Linked DNA regions of Mus musculus: region 1 is linked to region 2. The links are chromatin contacts, called in public Hi-C maps. All regions are on one chromosome and are shown on one strand. Each heading gives the region's core, a stretch centred on a gene start, on an enhancer-like site or on the middle of the called end of the contact. The rest is flanking DNA. Distances are from core to core; before and after follow the strand shown.

Region 1 (6,295 bases), core at 1,273-3,772, 3.7 Mb after region 2:
AAAAGACAACAAGGGGTAGCCACCACATTTATATACCTGAACAGACAAAAGGATCCAGTCACAAATCACATGGACACTGGATCAGCAGACATGTCGACCTCTCCTGTGTGTCCAAACAGAATGTGCCATGACCAGACTTATCTCCGGAGGTCATAGACCAAGGCAACCTGCTTCCTTTCCCGGTAGAGGTGTGAGACCCCTCCAAAACCTTAGGCAGTGAGTGATCAAAGGCAGCTCTGGGAAGCTGGAGCATCTCCACTTGTGTCCCCCTAGGGGCCCCTTGACAGCCCAACTCTTCCTTGATCCAAGGGTCTCTGAGACACCTCCTCATCCCACCACCCCGGTATCTTGAAGTGTGGTCTCTGGGATCTTTTGAGGTATCCAGAAATATTGTGGAGTATTCTCCAAAAAGACTGCTCAGACATGGGTTTAAGCCAACAGAAAGGTGTTTGTTTTTTTTTTTTTGTTTTTTTTGTTTTTTTTAGACAGCCAACAACTACACTGGATGTTCAGGATGCCTATGCAGCCCTGAGCCTTTCTCAGGGTGAGCTTTTAAGCAGAAAAACCATGTTCTGTTAACAAGAACAGTTAGCCAGAAGCAGAGCTACAGAAGCTAAAAAGCAAGGTTAGTTCATTTAGAGACTTTCCCAGAACAAGGGACTTTGGTGGATTAGGCCTTTGTTTTAGTTTTGGCACGTGGTGCTGCCTACATGCTGAGTTTTACAGCCTGGATGGTACTTCCATCATGGGGTCAGTTGTACTAAGGTCTGAGGCCATTTGACAAGACCTAGACTACTCAACACATCTATTATTTTCTCTTCACTTAAACTCTGAGGTGATTGGTGTACACTTGGAGGCTAAGAAGCATTTCACGCTTGGATTGGCATTGGGAGGATTTAAATCAGAAACCCATACTTAGAGACAGATACTACAGATAATGCCCTTCCCATATCTAATGCAGATTAATGGTGTTTTTAAGGATGTTAAAAAGTGAATTTTCATTGCCAAAATGAGTAACTTCAAAATAGGTCAAATAGGCTGAAAGGCATAAGAATCTAGTGAGCCCAAAATCTTCACAAAGGCTCATATGCAAATAATCTGTAATCTTGTGGGGAGGGGCATTAGGAGATGGCTCAGTCAGTAAGGTGCTTGGAACCTCAGTCTGATCATTAGAATCCAAGTTCTTATGCCTGGAAGCCCAGCACTGGGGAAGCAAAGGCAGGTGGATTCTGGGGCTCCCTGGACAGAGAGCCTGGCTTAATCAGTGAACTGCAAGCCAGGGGCAGAGCTTACTTATCTCCAGCCCGTGTCCATGTGCCACCTGAGCAATATCACCTGTCACCCAACTCCAGGCGGGGTAACTGAATCTGTGTGTGCCTGTACAATACTGGTCCTTTTTCCTACAGAATCAAATGTCCGCTGGACAGAATGACTGACATACCCTATTGAGGGTAAGATGTGTAAGTTAACCCGTGGCCTCAAAAATATCTGGAATCTTAATGCAGAGATGTAAGAGATGGTTTATTTAGAAACCTGAGTGACACCAGGATAAATGAAGTGAGTAGATGGTAGAAGTATTGAGTGTGTCCCTTCCAATCATGTCTTACACATGCAGCAGGGAACTGTCTTCTAGTGTTAATTTTAGAGGAGTAGGTGACCATCGTGTTTGAGAAAACAGGCTACATGCTACCCAGGATCCCATCCACAGCTGGACTAGGATTAGTGATCAAAGAATGGATGAGAATGCGAGCAAGCACCCAGAGCGAACGATACAGCATAGATGTGAGTCAGGAATGCATCATCCTCCCAGTGGATTTCTTGCCCTGGTTGAAGTGGCTCAATTCTACTCCTCCAGGAAAAGAAAGGCACAAAATAAATTGATCAAGACAATCCTGGTCTCATTCTGACTTGCCTTACAGGACGTGGTAGCTGATGTTACTTTATCTACATTCTTTACCAGGAAGGCAGAGGCTGGCTGCGACCTCCCACACGCAAATGGGTTGATCATTTAGTCTTCGGTTATTGTAACGAAGGTGAACTTTCGAAGAGAACAAGAAGTCAGCGGATATTGGAGCTGGTAATTCTATCACAGGTGTAGTCTTCTCTTCCTCCGTTCCTTTCCCACACACCCCCCCCCCATCCTTATTTCCCCTCTCCTCCCTTCCCCTTTTCTCCTCTTCACTTTCTTCCCTCCTGTCCGGTCCTCTCCGGTCTTGCGTGACATTCCTTCTAATTGTACTATTTCGCTGAATTATGATTCCAGGTTTTCCATCTGAAACCTTAAGCCTTAATTAAGTCTCAAGCGTTAATCGCCATGATTTCTGACTTCACTAAATACATACATACATACATACATACATACATACATACATACATACATACATACATACATACATATCTTCTCTGACAGCAGGCCAATCCTGGTGGCCAGGATGCTGAGGGGGCAGTCACAACCGGAAAAGTTCTGGCTCAGCCCCAAACTCCTCTCCTCCTCCTCCCCGCCCCCTTACTTGTCTGAAGCCAGAGGTGGCCATTTTGGATTCGGGCGGAAATGAACTCAAAAGCGGCTGGTTAAAAACCCAAACATGAAAACCGGGATGCCCCTGCAGTCGGGCTGAAGACACACGCAGAGAGGCTTCCCTGCCGCCAGAGCCGGCTGCCGGGAACAGGCGTGCGGCGCAGGCTCCCCTGGCGCCCACACCTACCCGGGCCCGCGCCCTCGCAGCACCTGTGCGGCCGCTCTAGCTCGGTTCCGGGTTCGCGCCTCGGTGGTGGCGTCGGAGGAACTGAAGGCCCGGCTGTTGAGCCGCTTCCGGGCCCTCGGAGAGCCGCCGGAGCCGGGTCCTCGGGGGTGTCTGTGGGTGGAGGAGCCGGGGTCTGAGCGTCGGAGCCAGCCGCGGGCCAAGAGGGAGCGGAGCCGCCAGCCTCCTCCCGCCGCCCGCAGGTAACCGGGAGCCGTGCGGCCTGGACGGCGGGGCGGGAAGCGAGCCGGGGCGGCCGGTTGAGCGCTGCCCCGGGGAGTTCGGGGTGCCCCTGTGCCTGGCGTCTCGGGTGAGCCCCGCCGGCCGAGGCCGGTGGAGGGCCGAGAGACCGGGCCTGGAGTCCAGCGGGAAGGCCGCGCGGTGCAGGGTCCCCGACGAGCGTCCACACTCAGCCCCCGGGCTTCACGTGTAGAAAAGACAACAACATCTCCCAAGGTCGCTTTTGCTGAGTTCTGGGATCGCTGCTGCTGCTGGGTTGGGGGACATGTGTGTGCTCTGAGCTGATGTCACACCTCGGAGTACTTTTAGTCCACAGAGACTACATGTTTTGCTTGTCAGCTAGCACAATGCGGTTGAGTTCCTGACAGGGAACATACGTGGCCGAGACAGGGCCGCTGGTAAGATTTGTCACCCAGTATCTAAGTGCCAACGAGTACATATCCTTAGGACTCTCGGGCAAGTCATAACCTTTGGCTCTTTGAAGCGAAGGGAACTAGAACCGAAGAGAGTCTCTACTGTCGGGAGAACTAAGGGACATACTTCCCCCAGAGCACACGTGGTATGTGGTTGAATACCTAGGCAAGGTGCTGCTCCCAAACCAAATGGAACCCTTCAGAAGCTTCGCCTGAAGCCAAAGAAATGAGAAGGATGGAAGACATAGATAGATTAAAGTGTACAGTCACATCCTAGACTGTCAACTCGACGTTTCATTATAGAAAGTATAAGTGGTATAGTCAGTAAAAATGCCATATTAGAATATCCTTTTCTACCTTCGTGTGACTTTCAAAGCTACCTGGCACTATTTCATAGTCCCCTTCTTACTTCCCAAACCAAGAAAAAATCCGTGGAGTTGGGAGTGTTCCTTATGTCTTGCATTTCCATAAGCTCCTTTCAGCTCCGTCCTGAGGGTTGTAAAACACTGCTGGTGCCAGCGGTCCTGCCTCTTAGATACAGGCGTGGGGAGAACCAGAGTGACCGCCTTGTGTGTTCTCAAATCCAGTCCTCGGCGCCCTTTCCCTGCTGTGTTGGGCGCGGGGCTCTGTACAGGGCATCCTATTCGCTTCGGTAGAAACTGAGCCTTGCCTTTTTAAAGGTGCTCTTCCTTAGGGTCATAGGCGACTTATCACTGTGAAAAATGACTGGTTTTGGTAGCTTCCTAGTATTTTTGCAAATCTAAAGGTATTATGTTCGTATTTATAACATTGAGTTAGGGTTAATAGATAATCTAAGGGCCAATATTCCAACAAGGATTTGGCCTGCTATTGGAAATCAGTAAGCTAAATGCCCATTGCCCCTGCCTTTTGCCAGCGTGGCTCATGAATCTCAGTGACCGCAGTATCCCTTCAGGACTAACGAAATTAAACTGGTTTTTCTGCCAAGAAGATACTCACCTGCTGTGGTTTTCCTTTATTGTTTAATTTTGAAAACTTTTATTTTGTAGTGAACCAAAAATGCAGGCTAGGTCCACATACTTTTCAAATGAACCCTTCCCTAACTCATACCTCTCTTCTCACTGGTGTTTGAAGCAGGGGTCAGAGTAGAAGTGTCCGTTGGTCTCAGGGAGTGTAGGCCCACTCAAGCCACACCAGGGAAGCCGCAAGCACCTAGAGGCTTAGTCAGTGAGGCAGTGGAAAAACTGGATTGGAAGCCAGCTGCTCGTCCTGCAGGCACTAGGCAGGGCCAAGATGGAGGATGCCTGTGTGTCTCTATAAAGCAGCCATTCCCCCAGCTTGTGCCTACCATTATCTCACTGACCACTCACTTCCTTGGTGCCTACCACGTGTTTGCTTCCATGGGGCCCCAGCTCCACCTCCTGGTGACCCCAGCTTCAGATGTGCTACTAGTGATAAAGAAAAACATCAGATCCATAGAGGAGACAGTGGTCCGCCCCTTCATTCTGGTTGTGGATACTAAAGATCCGGCTGTGACTCGACTGCTCTTTGGCCAGGAGGCAGGAAGAAGGCCCTCGCCGCCCAGGGACCACTGCATCCATGATCAGAGCTTCTTTCTCTGGCTGCATGCATTGCTTTTCTCTTGTCCCAGTAAAATATGGCTGGTCCTTGTCATTCCTTTTTTTATATGATTTTTTTTTTTGGAATTAAACTTAATCATATCATTTTCCCCCCTTTCTCTGTCATCCCTCCAGCCCTTCCCGTGCATCCTCCTTGCCATTGTTCTCTCAAATTCATCGTCTTTTTCTTGTTGCATGTGTGTGTGCTCCTAAATACAGAAGTACATCTTGCTCTGTGTGTGTGTGTGCAAGCAAGCAAGCAAGTGTGATCTTAATGTTGAGCACATGGTATTGACTAACCAGCTGGGAGCCCTTCCCTCTGGAGGAAAACATCTCTGATTCTCAGCATTCCCTGGGTCCCTGTAGTTCTTTGGCTATGAGTGAGGTTGTGTGAGATTTCACTCTTTCAAGTTAGCTTGTCCATTGGTGTCCTTGTTGTTTGGGTCTTACTTAGGCGACCGTGTTAACAAGATGGTCTGAATCTCTGACTTTATTAGCACAAGAAAAGTCTCTTACTTTTCCTAGGAAATAGAGTCTCACAACAAACGTCCTGTCCCTCTGGCTTTTGCAAGCTGATCCCAGAGTCTCAAGTGCAGAAATCGCGCTCCAGGTCTGTGTGTTGGGACTGAACGCCGCAGTCTCCTGTTCTCTGCATTTTGGCCTGTCACAGTGGGTCTTGAGAGACAAACTGAGCTCAGTGCATTTGATAATCTTCCGAGATTTTGAAAAAGCCAGTATTCTATAGCTTCTCGCCCTCACATCTTCTCATTCTCTCGATAGTAACGTGTATGCATCTATACACACTTTAAACTCAGTGATAGGCATGGATTTTAGCAGCATTACATAGATTATATCTGTGGCTTTTCTTCCAAGTACAAGGAAAATTAAAGTTGAGAGATTTGTGTCATAATTATGGCGTTTGTATTTATCTAAAGGCTACTTACCTTTAACTGAAGAAGTTTATAAACTTTATAGATATTTGTGTACGATTGGGTTTGGGGGAGGAACTGCACGTGACTGTTTGGTAAAATACAGTTTCTCTGAAGTTGTTAGCTGTTAAGTAACACGCATTCCTGATAACTTGCTGCTCGTTGCCCATTTGTACTCTCAGATGCAGTTGTGGGCACTGCAGGAGTGAGTGGGTACCTGTTAGTGGTCACATTGAGGAAACCTGGATTAGCCAGCCTGGCTAATATTGCAGATCGAGATTTAATGTCTCAGTTCCTTTTCTTCTTTGTTTGTAGAGCTGTTTGGATTTGAGGAGGAGCTGCAGAACTGCCTCACGGCAACAGGGATGGGATCA
Region 2 (6,857 bases), core at 640-3,139:
AAGGCTGCAGCATGCACTGGTGTCTAGGAAGCTATCCATTCAGTGAGACTACAGCAGTGGTTATCTAGTGCCAGCTCCAGACCAAGTTTCTAGGTAGGGTTGCTGGAGGATAATACTGACAGGCACCTGTCTCAAGAAATGCTTTGATCTCTAAGTAACCTTCAATGCAGTTGCAGAGAAACTTGGGGCCAGTTTTACGTTGAAGGCTTCTTGGCTTGTTTAGCAACATATACTATCTGCTTGTGCATGGAAGCTCAGGGTGAGAAGACTCCAAATAAAGTCTCTCAGTACACTCAAGAATAGAGGGAGAATGTAAACGGTCACATTGAATTTTAATCTTTCTGATTTTTTTCTGGACCTTTTAGGAATTCAACTCATGGGTCTGTGCAATAGTTTAATTGTATAAAACTCGCTTTTTAAAAGATTTGTTTATTTATTTATTATATGTAAGTACACTGTTGCTGTCTTCAGACACTCCAGAAGAGGGCGTAAGATCTCCTTACGGATGGTTGTGAGCCACTGAGTGATTGTTGGGATTTGAACTCAGGACCTCTGGAAGAGCAGCCGGTGCTCTTAACTGCTGAGCCATCCCTCCAGCCCTAAAACTCATTTCTTTTTTGTTTTGTTTTGTTGTTTTTTTGAGACAGGGTTTCTCTGTATAGCCCTGGCTGTCCTGAAACTCACTTTGTAGACCAGGCTGTCCTCGAACTCAGAAATCCACCTGCCTCTGCCTCCCGAGTGCTGGAATTAAAGGCGAGTGCCACCACGCCCGGCCCTAAAACTCATTTCTTACTCTATAGCCTATAAACATATCTTTCTGACTTTCAAGCCCCTTCCAGAAGTTTGGCTTTCTGAAATTGTAACACATTAGTGAAACTTTTCCTGTTTTTAATTGAAAAGAAATATTTTTATACAGCATATTTCCCCTCCCTCATCTCCTCCAAGATCTTCCCACTTCCCTTCCTATCTAACTCCCGATGAAAACAAACAGGCATCTTAAAACAACAGAAACATAATAAAAGAGTTTGCCGTGTACCCATATCTTGAGATGACTGTAGATGATGCCCAATTATGTTGTGTGTGGCGTGGGGGTGAGTGGGAATGAGTTTTAACCAGGGTTTGATGCTGCTTGCTGGTCTAGGACTTTTTAGATCTTAGTATGATGGCAGGGACTCCTGGTTGTCTTATCCTGCCAAATGGTTTCAGTCAGAGTTTCCCTAGCCCATTAGAAATGTTCACTAACTTGTAACGCTTAAAGAAAAAAACTCTCCTTCTTCCTGGGAGCTTCCTGTGTAAAGAGCCCAATGGGCTGTTCCTCACTGCACCCATCAACACATCTAGGAGACAGGCTAGGAAGATGGCAGGAAAGTGCCCTGTACTAAAGGGAAAACAGCAGGCACATGCACACACACCACTACCGCCGTCCAACCCACAGAGACAAAAACGTAAAACCTATACAACCTTAATACAGATATGATATAATATAATAAAATAAATATAATATATATAATATAATACATATTTAAACCCTTGGCGTGCAAGCAGAAACTCTATCAGGGCCACTACCATCTTCTTTACAGCAGAAATGTGACCAGTGCCAGTTCTGCAGGATGAGTGACAAATGCTGCCAAGCTTCCGCCGGGTGGCGCCAACGCGCAGAACACAGGCGCAGGCTGGGCGGGGCTGGGACAGAGGAACAGCAAGGGCCAGGAGAGATCGCGCAGGCTCACTATTCTCCTACTGCCTAAGTGGGCGGTCCGCATGGATGATTTGCTTATCTATGAAATAACGCGAGAGTTATTTCAAATCCCGCACCTACCCTCTCCCTCTCTATAGGCTAAATCCTGCCCTGGACCCGCCCTTTGGGGCATAAGCCCCGCCTCCACAGAACCTGTTTCCGGTGTTGTACTGCGGCGGTGGTTGGCTGGCTGGGCAGACAACATGGCGGCGTCCGTGCTAGGCTCGCTGCTGCGGACCTTCCGGCAGGTCAGGCCCCTGCCTTTCTCGCCAGCCTACCCCTTCCCTGATTTCCGTGTCCTGTGGGTCCCTCGTAACCCTGTCACCTGTAATGCGCACGGAGGACCGATCCCAAGGCTCCTATCTGCTTTCCCGTCCTGGCTAGGTTAGGAGAGCCCAGAGCAGCAGTCGAGGGCTTGGTATTCAGGTGTGATCCGTCATGTGAAAGCTGCGAGAATGACTCCGGGTTATAAGGAGCCGAGTGTGAGTGGAGAAGAGAGGGGAGAGTCGGATGATTGAGACCTCAGAGGCTCCGATTATGCAAAGAGACTGTAGGGAACTAGCTGTCAGCCAGTGGTGGCTTGGAAGCAGGTGGTGACAATTTCGAATGGGGAGCAGGCCATTCCGCTAAAGCAGAATTAGTTAAAGGAAGGGCCGAGAATTGGCTGTAGAGTTAAGGAGTGGGAGTGTTATGATGCGGATAGAAACTGGAACGAGCAGCAAAGGACGTTGGAGAAGTCTTGGATAGTTTTGTTGGGGAGGGGTGTCAACTAGAGGGAGACCTGGGTGGACCTGGGTTGTTTTTTCTTTACTGTGACATTGCGTCATATCTGTATATTAGAGTGGGGGAACACTGATATAAAGAATAGGGAAGAATCGCTGGAGATCTGCCTTTTTTTTGCAGGCAAGAGGTGATATAGTCTGTGTATGAATTTTGATTTTAGGAATGTGGTTAAGTCATGAATAGCAGTTTCGTCCAGTAGAATTGTAATGCAAACCACAAGGATAATTTAAATATTTTCTAATATTTATATTGAAGTTTAAAAAGGAGGTGCGGTTAATTTTGATAGATATTTTTAGTCAGGTCTATCCTTATCCTAACAAGTCAAAATTAGAATGACTTATGTGACATTTGCATTCTTCTGTTGGAAGCAGGTTTCAAAGTCTGTGTATCTGACACTTAAAATATATATATATCGCAGTTGGGATGCTAACTTTTGCAGTTGGACCAAAACCAAACTTTTAAGCGAGTTAATACCAAGAATTATGTCCCCACTTGTACTGCTTACAGTTCCAGTGCGTATTAGCTGTATCCATGGTTCATGGCCACTGTAATGGACAGAGGTGTCATATAACCAATGAGAGGGGTGTAGAGTGTAGTACAAATACTGCCGAGGGGGCACAGGTATGGTAGTGGGAGTTTGGAAATTCTCTCCAGATTGCTTCTAATTTTATAACTAAGGGTACTGAAGTCATCAGAACCTGAGGGTGTGGGAGAAGGTAACAGTGACTTAAGAAAGAAGAATGAATACACCTGCAAATTGTCCCCAGATTTCCACCTGAGTTGTAGTATGCATGAGGTATGCACATGCACACACAAATAAATGCCATAAGTTACTTCCTAAAACTATTAAGTCTTCCCCCCATGAGATGGCTCAGTGGGTAAAATGCTTGCCACCAAGCCTGTGCAGTTCAATCTAAGGCCCCATGTTGTAGGGGGGTAACTGACTCACAGAAGCGTTGTCCTTGTCCACCCTCCACACATGCCCGTCCATACACAAGCACACATGTGCACTCAGACATGCCAAATAGAATTTAACTGCTCAAAGTCATTTAACGAGTGACTGAAAGTTTGTAGGATAATCCTTGTCTCTCTTTTTTAGGCAGTTCCTCCATCAGCGTCAGGTCAAGTTCGAGGTTACTATGTAGACTGGAGAATGTTGCGTGATTTGAAGAGACGGAAAATGGCTTATGAATATGCAGATGAGAGGCTTCGGATCAATTCGCTCAGAAAGAATACCATTTTGCCAAAGGACCTTCAGGTTAGCCAGTTGAGTCCCTTTCTTGCACAAAAGCATTAACTATCCTCATATTCTGTTTTATGCTGTTTTATTGCAACTTCTTAATGTAATTTCTGGAGAATAAGATCAAATATTCAAGTCTACATATATAGCCTTAAAACTGGCTTTGGTCAGCTTAGGATAAAGGACAACTACTCAGTCTTTCCTGGTTCTTCAGCCTTGTCATTATATAATCCCTAGAAAGTACTAGTACCAAGTACTAGTACCAATCGTGTGCCTGTTTGACCAATTGGGCTTGACCCCTACAGACAGTCCTGGCAGCCACCATTTTACTCTCTGCTTCCATGAACAACATTGTCTTGAGCTGAGTGCCCGAGGCTGTCTTCTCCTATTAAGTAGAAGAAGCGTAATACCACATTGTGGTAAAAGCCACAAGAGAGAGGTCCTGGGAACTCAGTTTTCTGCTCATTTGCTTAAAAACAGGCAAAATTTAAAAGATATAGCAGCCACCAGGACAGCCAGAGCTATACAGAAACCCTGTTGAGTGAGGTAAGCAGGGCTAGAAGGTGAAGAAATACTGTGCTGAAATCTAGAGTAGTCGTCGGTGGTGCAGTCTTCACTTGAAATTTGCTAAGAGTAGAAAGATAATGTACCAGTATTTCATTAAATATATACAAACTTTAGTTGTCAATCAAGCCAGAGGGTAAATGAGTAAATTATTTATGAAGAATATTACCCCACATACACACCAGGAGAAATGCCTCTAGTATTAGTACCAGCAGTAGCCGTGAAGATAACAAGTTATTTAACTATCAGGGCTGTCTGAGGCTTACAAGTTAAGTTTATGTCCAGTTCCAGAAGGCTTTCCCAGAATGCTCTTTTGTGCTTTCTTTTCTGCTGTCATTTTCCTGTTCTAATGTCAGTTTTTGAGGACAAGGAAGGGCATGCATAGCTAAGTCTACATTTCTTCTAGAATACTTATTATTTGTTCATTGACCTCATTGTGTTTTATGCAATTCCCCACATATTTCTAATATCAACAAATGCATAAGCTTTTAGACATCAGTAGATTTGCACATGCAATCATTTATTTAGTGGTTTTTTTAAGTATTGCAATTTTTGTCCTTTTAAATAGTATGTACTTTTCTGTGTGTCTCCCACATTCTATCAAGGATCAGTGGTGTGCTAACACATCTGATAAGTGTTTACTGACAACCTGAGCCTAATCTGCCATACTTTCTCCCCTCAACCACTTCCCAGTTTCATAGCCATTACCTGGACAAGATTCATGGCCCTTGTCTGGCTACCTTCCTTTATTTCTGCAGTAGTCAGAATCTTCATCATAAGGCTTTGAGGATCCTGGTGATGAACTTTTTACTAGTCTCAAGCCATGGTCTTTCCTAAGCATCATCAGCTCAGATGCTTAAAGCTTTTGTCCTTCAAAAATTATGTGTCTCTGCATGGGCCGATAAATGCATCACATATTTTTTCTAAATGACTTAAACATGGATGTATGGAGCAGCACTATTCACAATAACTCAAAAGAGAACCTACTCAGTGATAGGTTATCTCTGCCGGCAAAATGAGCCAAATTCAAGCAATATTAAAGTCTATGACAGAAAGGGGAGGTGGGAGGAGAAAGATAGATAGAAACAAGAGTGAGAGATAACGAGAACTAAAATGTCAGAATTATATAGTGAAGAGCCTCCAGGGAAGAGGGAGTCCAGGCCCTGAGCTGGGACGTTCAGGTGAGGATTGAAGGATGTGGTAGAGCCTGGAGGGTAGATCTGCTTTGGTATGTTAGTCACCTCAGCTGCTGGTCCCAGGTCTGAGCCCAACACTATCTCTACCAGCTACAGAATACATGAAGGAATTCCAACATACGCAGTGAAACTAGCATCAAGGAGACAGAGGATATCAATGACACTTGGAACAGTGTAGGCAAACTAGCATATTGTAGAATAAAGAAACAAAATGAATAAAGACAAAAAATATTATATGGGCATATGGCATACAGTTTGCAACAGGATAAATGTGTACTTAAGGTTTTAGTGAACATATTAGCTGTTAGCCAGTGCCCTTAGAAGGGAGGCATCATCAATCAGCCTTGGGTGCTGATGTTATAAGTCAGTGATGGCTACACAGCATATGCTGTTTATAAAAATAGACTGAGCTTTGTTATTTTGATTTGTGGATTATGGTTATTTTAATGTTTAAAATCACATTGAAAAAACATCAAACATTTCTGTTGTCTCTATCGTATCTGCAGTTGTCTGGCTAAGATTCTAGCCCATTTTTCTTTCCTTTAGGCACTGAGTTATGATCTGTTATAATTTTCCCCTAGGAAATGGCTGGTGATGAAATTGCTGCCCTTCCACGGGATAGCTGTCCTGTTAGAATCAGAAATCGCTGTGTTATGACATCTCGCCCACGTGGTGTTAAGCGTCGCTGGAGACTTAGTCGCATTGTCTTCCGCCACTTAGCTGACCACGGGCTACTTTCTGGAGTCCAGCGAGCGATATGGTAAAACCATTTCAGAACCTGCCCAGCTGGGCAGTCAATCCTGGCAGGAGACTTAAGATCAAACCCTAGGTCTTACAAGGGTCTAGTATGTTTAGTCTACTTAACCCTGAGTTAAATTACTTTTACATTTTAAATAATGTGGCTATTTGTCATTGAATTGTCTTTCAACTTTAAAGCATAGTACAAGAGTGGAATAAACATATTTTCTGTGAAAGTATGGTCTTTCCTTCAAGTTTGATGTTTAGTAGCAAAATAATATATATTTTTGGAGTGATTTCACAAAATATTTCTAGATGTCAGATCTAATTGACAGGTTGCTTTTCTATGTTGTATTCCTGGACTAGTTTCCCTGGTCTGCAGTTACAATCACTTTTTGGATAACAATAGACAGAGTTAAACAGGATATTCTAAATTATATTTAGGGTCAACTTTATGTGACAGTGAATAAAAGAACTGCTAAATAGTTGTTTCATCTTTTAAATTTTTTCATTACTGCGTATGGATGTTTTCATGCATGCAAACCTATGTTCCACGTGGGTGCCTGGTGCTGGAGGCCAGAGGAAGGCCCTGGGTTCC

Evidence for each region. A called contact is a pair of places that touch in the nucleus more often than the background predicts.
Region 1: a contact with region 2 is called in a Hi-C map of B cells, with 6 read pairs. The contact joins the promoter of Scyl3 here to the promoter of Mrps14 in region 2. A contact is called at or near these places in 3 of 484 Hi-C or Micro-C datasets (B cells, CD4 T cells and muscle stem cells).

What each region holds. Positions count from the first base shown.
Region 1 is chr1:163,927,243-163,933,537 of GRCm38.p6, forward strand. Scyl3 (SCY1-like 3 (S. cerevisiae)) reads left to right here and starts at 2,523. Exons shown (of 14, transcript NM_028776.5): 1 at 2,523-2,944; 2 at 6,237-6,295. The coding sequence starts at 6,287.
Region 2 is chr1:160,193,326-160,200,182 of GRCm38.p6, forward strand. It overlaps Mrps14 (mitochondrial ribosomal protein S14), which reads left to right and starts at 1,890. Exons shown (of 3, transcript NM_025474.4): 1 at 1,890-1,986; 2 at 3,621-3,779; 3 at 6,103-6,857. The coding sequence starts at 1,942. The coding sequence ends at 6,285.